Regions from separate parts of the Sus scrofa genome. Here region 2 is linked to region 1. The links are chromatin contacts, called in public Hi-C maps. All regions are on one chromosome and are shown on one strand. Each heading gives the region's core, a stretch centred on a gene start, on an enhancer-like site or on the middle of the called end of the contact. The rest is flanking DNA. Distances are from core to core; before and after follow the strand shown. Region 1 overlaps LOC102159588 (a long non-coding RNA gene). Region 2 overlaps FOXO1 (forkhead box protein O1).

The links. Hi-C and Micro-C count contacts between places; a contact is called where the count stands out from the background.
Region 2: a contact with region 1 is called in a Hi-C map of liver, with 1.8 times the contacts expected there. The contact joins two enhancer-like sites. A contact is called at or near these places in 3 of 47 Hi-C or Micro-C datasets (epiblast stem cells and liver).

Annotation. Positions count from the first base shown.
Region 1 is chr11:14,899,365-14,903,017 of Sscrofa11.1, reverse strand. The region is part of intron 2 of LOC102159588 (a long non-coding RNA gene); the gene reads left to right. Among named protein-coding and RNA genes, the nearest start is that of COG6, 320 kb to the right of the region's middle. Within about 2 kb of position 1,912, at least 11 of the 83 cell types and tissues checked have an H3K27ac peak or open chromatin away from gene starts, as enhancers often do. A contact at or near this core is called in liver, where this site is marked.
Region 2 is chr11:15,323,912-15,327,261 of Sscrofa11.1, reverse strand. All of the region lies in intron 1 of FOXO1 (forkhead box protein O1), which reads left to right. Among named protein-coding and RNA genes, the nearest start is that of FOXO1, 84 kb to the left of the region's middle. Within about 2 kb of position 1,706, at least 31 of the 83 cell types and tissues checked have an H3K27ac peak or open chromatin away from gene starts, as enhancers often do. A contact at or near this core is called in liver, where this site is marked.

The sequences.
Region 1 (3,653 bases), core at 663-3,162:
AACTTGCTGGATTGTTTCCCGCCGGATGCAGGATTAATGGCCCCGAGGGTTTGGTGCTGGAAAAGACCAGGAGGAGAGACGGCGCAGGCTGTTATCTGTTTCCTCAGATTGGGGGTGGATATGCTTAAGGTTCCAAAGCATCTAGCGGGGCTTCAGGGGGGTCCACGAGGCAACACAGAAAGGTTAAGGATCCCTTGCTTTTCACACAGTAGGAACGAGGCTAGAATCCAGGATTCTTCTCTCTCCATTCTGAGCCCTTTTTATGAAATTACCCCAGCCTCACACACCGAATCCGGCAGTGGTATCAGGTATTTTACCCCTTGCTGTGGTCAGGAGAGATGCTCTCTCTTTCTTGGGGCCTTTAAGTAGAACCTTCTTCCTCTCTGGTTGTGGATGTAACCGAGCTACGCATGCTGCGGGTGGATGGAGTTCACTTGGGGGGGTGGTCCTGTAGATGCTTTGGGGACATAAGGAATTTCAGGCTATATCCACGCAGTCCACATGGAGCCAAGAATTAAACAATTGGGGGCTGAATCTAAGCACATAAGGCAGCCAATGTGGAAAATGACTTCAGCCCTCATTGAATTTGGATTCTGCAAATTTGACTGGAGTTACCAAAGAAAAGGAAGATTTGCGTAGAGTGCTCAGAGGTGAACCATGGAGATTAGAGAGGAAGGCTGCCAGGAGAGTCTGCCACAACCACCGTTCCTGGGCCAGGAAGACTGAGGGTTTAGAAGATAGTGGCTGCCAGGCTTACACAGTGCTCTCCCCCAGGGCATCATGGAACACGGCCTCTGAGTGCGTGGGCCTCCAGCCCTTCACCTTGACCTCTGGGGAGCTGCTGGCAGGAGGGCGATGTGACAGCTGGAATAGCAAGTGGGGGACGGTGCTGGGCAAAGCTGGGCCTGCCACTTCCTGGGACAGGAGGGCGTCCCTGGAGACCTGGCTGGGCTCAGGAGGAGCTGGGCTTGGAGCAGCCCCCAGTACATCTGACTGCAGACTGGCCCCCTTCCTCTAGGAGGAAGCCTGGAAGGTGACCAGAGCAAAAACCATCATTTTGCCGCCCTTACTAGTCCATTCTGCAGACACATGCATTCTTTCTATAAGGTTTAAAAAAATAATAAATGAGAGTGTTGTTACAGGTTTCCTTTAGGGACAGTAACAAATGCCTCTTGCATTGGATGTTAGATATGATCGTTTATTCTAACTTCTTTAGGTAGCGATTCCAGATACATCTCTGGAAACTTCCCTTGCTGGAATTCCAATAGGCTTTACTACCTGGAGCTGAGGGAGGAGGCCTCCTTGTCAGCATCTGGAACAGGACCTGAGGGAAACAGCATTTCCAAGAATGAGTACGTGGAACAAGGGTAGAAAAACGTATGCACGTCACCCTGAGTGGAACCTGGGCAGCCTTGGCATGAGGCCTAGCTCATGAGGGTTTATTAGCTAAATACAAAATGATGGACATGTAGGCCAGAGTAGGCTTTGTGTTCCATGGACAGAGTTCAGTGAACAGATTCTGGTTCTCTGAGAGGATGGGTAAGGAGGAGGAAGAAGAAGAAAAAAGGTGGGGAGGGGAGGGGCAAAGGAGAGGGGAGAAATGGCAGCAACATAAGACGCTCTCCTGAATTTTGAGGCCCTAAAACCCGCTGCACTTCCCAAAGGAACTTTCTCAGTGTCACTGCTGCCCGGTCCCTGGTATAGTTCACGTGCTGTAGTTAGAAGCCATCCTGGGTTTGTCAGCTGCCCCACTAGGCCTGTGACCTTTGGCGGGAATAGCATGTGTTTGCTCCCACCCGACTCCCGGCGGCAAGTGCTCTTAGATAAAGCTGTCCTCTCAAGGCCGTCTCTCCGCGGATAACCTTTGGGGCGCTCACGCTCAGCTTTCCTGCTTTGGAGACCTTCCTCGTCCAATCTGCCTTATCACTGGGAAAACTTGACCTCCAGCACACAAAGCGTCCCAGGGCACACAAAGCGGGGGGAATGGAACTTTCTGACTTGAAAGTCAGTCTGGCTTTGCGTAGCTTTGAAACGGGCCATTTGTGTTTGGAAACTGCAAAGTTCTGTGCGTGCTGACCTGCAAACACAGATACCAAGAAATTCTGAGGCCGGAGTGTGCACGTCCCTGGGATGAGGGCGATTTGAGTTGCATAATAATAAAAGCTGGCACTGCCTGCTTAGGCTTTTGCCTTCTCCAAAGGCAGGCCTCTAGTCTTGGGGCTTTGGTCCCAGGGAAAAGAGCACAGGCTTTTGAAAATAAAGTGTATCGCCAACCATGCGAACTTGGGTGTGCTGCTTTGCTCAGGAAGCCAAGCTCTAGTTTTATCAGATACAATAAGGAACGATGTCTCCTTCACAGGATTTTTGAGAGGATGAAACAAGGTAATAAATGCTTTCTAAGAGCTTCCCCAGTGTTTTATTTCTTCCCCCATTTTATAGATAAAGACATTGAGGTCCAGAAAGGTTAAGTGACTTGTCCAAGCCAGGAAGTTTTGTATTCTGGAGCTTAGGTCAAAAGAGGTGGTCAAGAAATGCCCATTAAAATCAGATTAACATTGTTTTACTATGAGTCTATCTCCTTCAGAAATTTGCCTTTTGGGCTAAAGGAACCATGGTGTTCTTTAATATTTTCACAAAGTGTTTTAGATTCGACTTTCTTCTGTTAGACATTCTGAGAGATAAAAGGGACAATGAACCCCTCTTGCATCTGTTCTGTGATCTTCGTAATACAGAAATTTTAACAGAGTTAATCCACAGCCATAGACAGAAAATGAGGAAAGCATGAACAAACACAGACCTTGGTATAGCGTTTTGCAAACAGAACGTGTCCAATAAGTATACGTTGATCGGGTGTTTAGAAAGATCAGTCTCTGATATTCTGGTAGAAGGCCAACAAGGCCTGGAAAAGAAAACAGACATTTCATGTTGCTGTAAGCGTCCCACTCTGGAGGAAAATAAACAGAGAGTTATGACAACAGGGCTGGGGTCAATGTGACACTCTAAGAACTACAAAATCGAATCGGTTATTTTGGCAAAGGGAGTTCTAGACGCTTGCAGCAATACCAGATGATGTTTGTTTCAACAAGATTATTATAATGTATCTCTTGGATTAAGTTTTTCCTATTACAAGGACATTGTGTCGGATTCAGCTAAAATAAACTAATGCTGACTCTGCCTTCCCGATATAGCTGCTTTTCAACTTTCAAAAGCCCACTTAAACATCTTTACACATTATTGCCTTTCTGACTTGATTCCTGAGAACAACTATGTGGAATAAACTAAGCAAGTATTTTTATTTGTGATCTTTACAGAATAACGATGAGGAGCTAGTGTATCTTAGGTCCTTCTAGTAAAGTGGCTGGTGTATAATGGGTCCTTAATAAACAAATATTCACTATCACTGAGTGTTTGTGGTGAGTGTGAGAGACTGCTACTCACTTGCTGAGTGACTTTGGGCAAGTTTTTCAAGCACTTCGGCCTCAGTTTCATGATCTGGGATATGGGAATAATAACTAGGCTAATAACCTTAGGAGGTTATTGTGAAGATCACCCGCATTGATGCATTTGGAGCAGGGCTGGTGCATCCGAATGCTCGATACATTACTGAGTAGTATTTGTACCTATCTCAGAGTCACCTCTCAAGTCATTGGTGG
Region 2 (3,350 bases), core at 457-2,956, 420 kb before region 1:
CACCTGTCACTGCTTCCCCATCACCAGCTGGCTGAGTCCAGAGCACAGAGAGCCCACAGCTGTGTGTGGTACCCACATGCCAGCAGCCTTGAGAAGGCGTCTGAAGACACAGTGGGCAAGCGTGTTAACCGACCAGTGTTAGTATCAGAATTTCTTCATTAACATCTGCCTGCCACACCTGAGACTCTACCCAGTGAAGGAGAAAGTAGCTTAACTCTTAACCCCAAACTAGGCTGCTTTTCCAGTAACTGACATGTAAAAAAGCCCCATGTTGGTAGGAACAGTACAAGGTATGATTATGAAGAAACGAGACTCACGTTTGTCATATGGGTACGTCTTTAAAACGCAGGCATGTTATTTTATGGATGCTGATGTCCTAATCAGTACTGCAGCCCCAGCTGACAGTGCTTGAGGTAACGCCACCCGCAATCTCATTTAATCTGCGCAAGCGTCCTGTAAATGTAGGCCCAGTTAATCCATTCAACAGGTCCTTGAGTGTCTACTTGGTGATGGAGCTGGGAGGATGCTGTGCACAAGAAAACAGCTGAGGCCCCCGCCCCCTGCACTCATGCAGCTCACAGTGTAGCGGGGAGTTAGACATGGCAGAACCATAGGTGTGGTGAGTCAGCCAGGACTTAGGTTAGCTGCAGGATAGGGTGGGGTTCTCAGAAAGTGCTTCCAGAAGGAAAGGACACTTTGGCTGAGATAGAAATTGTGGGGAGGTGGGGAGTTCCCGTTCAGGCACAGTGGAAACGAATCTGGCTAGTATCCATATGGTTGCGGGTTTGATTCCTGGCCTTGCTCAGTGGGTTAAGGATCCAGTGTCGCTGTGAGCTATGGTGTAGGTCACAGATGCAGCTTGGATCTGGTGTTGCTGTGGTATAAGCTGGCAGCTGCAGCTCCGATTCCATATGCTGCTGGTGTGGTCCTTTAAAAAAGCAAAAAAAAAAAAAAATTGTGGGGAGGCGGCAGCCTTTGGCAGGAAAAAGTTGAGGTCCTGGACAGCCCTGTGTGCATCATCTTCTGTCCTGAGTGGATAGATAGGTGGACTTGTTCCTTCCCCAGGTAGATCATAAAACACCTGGAGGGCAGACTCCGTGACTAATTCATTCTGATGTCCTTCACTATACCCAGCATAAATCAGTCCCAATAAAAGTTACTTGGTGTGAGTTGGTACACGAGTGGGTGGAGAAAAGATGTGGAAGGCATTATACCTTGCCTGTGATGTTTCAGGGATGTCAGTCAAAAAATGTTCATTGATTGAATGTGTAGAGCATCTGTTAGGGGCTTTGAGATTTGGAAATAAAAACACACTCTAGCCCCTTTCTCTTTAAGAGGCTTGGAATCCAGTCCATAGAGTGAACAAAGTGGAACACCTGAGCAGCAGAGCAGGTTGAGCAAGCCAGGGCACAGTGTGTCCAGGGCACCCCTTCCCCCTGGGAGCCACGGACTTCCAAGGGGTCAGGCCCCGCTTGGGGTGGCCAGGGACGCCAGTGGCAGGTGGCAGCGGGGCGAGTGCGGAGGAAAGCAGCTGCACACCAGCAGCCAGCCCCGGCTGCAGAGGAGGACAGCTCGTGCAGGGGAGTTGCCGATTTGTCCTTTTCTCTAACGGTCTCATGTAGAAACTCGGGGTTTGGGTAAGTGATTCACAGTGCACGAGTCTTCTGTCCTCACACCCAGCCTCTCTCCTCACGTGGTATTTGTTCACGGTTGAAGAACTGAACAGCTCAGAGCACTGCTGGTTGCGTGTGACTTTCTGCACAGATCACAGTGAACCGTTCTTTCCCTGCCTCGGCTGCGTCCGCCTCGGCTGGCAGAGATTTGCAGACGTACCATCGTTAATAGCGACACATACGTTTACAAGCTTTACCTATTCAGCACCCCCCTACTCCGACTTCCCTCCCCCCAATTGGAAATCATAGCTTCTTTAATGTCCTACTGGCTGTGTGAAAAACAGGAATTTATGTAACAAGCCCTGCATAGCAAACCTTTTCCTGTTCGGAAAAAAAAAATTTTTTTTAATTGTTGGCAAAGTTAAGAGACAGCTCTGTTGCTCAAAGAGCGACCTGAAATGTCCTCTTAGGAAAGTATGTAGCATAATGTTTTGATAAGTAAGGGATTGCTGTGAGGCCTTTTTTTTGTTTTTGTTTTTTTGTCTTTTTGGTACGTCTAAGTGCTAATAAGTTAGTGTATGTCCCACCTGAGTTAGTGAATATACTTCCTGATCTTTGAAACGATTTCATGGGTGCAGATTCTGCGGTCTTGTTAGAGATGGCCCCTGGTTGCAGTTGCAGATGATCTGATGTAATTAAGTGTCTGTAGGGCAGCGCCAGCCCCTCCCCCAGGCAGTGCAGACAGACGGTCAGGAAGCCACTATCTAGGAAGATCTTCCCCTTTTATCATTAACTAAATGTGACAGGGACCGGAGTCAAACTTCCTTTCCTCCAGAGATCTCATCGAGGCTTATCTGTGAGTCTATTGTGTTCAAAGAACAAGATAGTCGGGATGGAATATTGTGCAAATGCCCAGACTTTCGGCTACAGAGCTTGTCACAGGCTCATTCCAGGTCTCTCCTGGGGCAGGCCTGCGGCTTTAAGGAGGACTGCAGAACTTGGTTTGCTAGTGTTGGCCGGCCCAGCAGAGGAGGCTGTGGTGTGTGCATGTGTGTAAGAACAACCTTCCCATAGGGTCTGGGGAATGTTCCTGGGGTCGAAATAGGACATGAGAGGAATGTAGTGTTCAGCCTTTTTTAGGGATTCTCGTATGTACCTGAAGACCTCAAAGCTGGTCTAGAGTTCGGGATGAGATCTGTAAGTGGGAAGGGAAGAGGAGAATCAGAATCTTGGCAACAGAAGCGAACCCTCACTGCCATCCACTTCCGCACCGGCCTAGCATCCCTCCCGAAGCCCCCATTCAGGGTCAAGGCTGACCCACACTCATCCGGGCCCTGGCAGAAGGGCTTGTCACATAGCTGCTGTGTTGCAATCCTTGGTGGAATGTAGTACAGAGGGTCAGAGGGCGTGGATTTCTCAGCCTTGACTGTCCGGCCTCACTCTGACTTTTGCGTTGCCTTTGAGAAAGTAAGATTCCCCCCCGCCATTTTTTGTTTTCTGTCTTCTTTTAATAAGAATTGTGAGCTCATGGTTTGTGTTGGCCCAACCTGTCCTGCTGTGCAGAGGCTTTGTTCCGGTGCAGTGATAGGCACACAGCATCTGCATCCCACAGTGATGGATGAGGATGTGGGCGTTGTGGCTGCATCCCTGGCTGACCACACATCCAGCCAGAGCCTTTTCGTGGTCTGGGAGAGGGGTTCCACAGGGGTCCAGGGGCTCGGTCAGCTGAGCACTGCA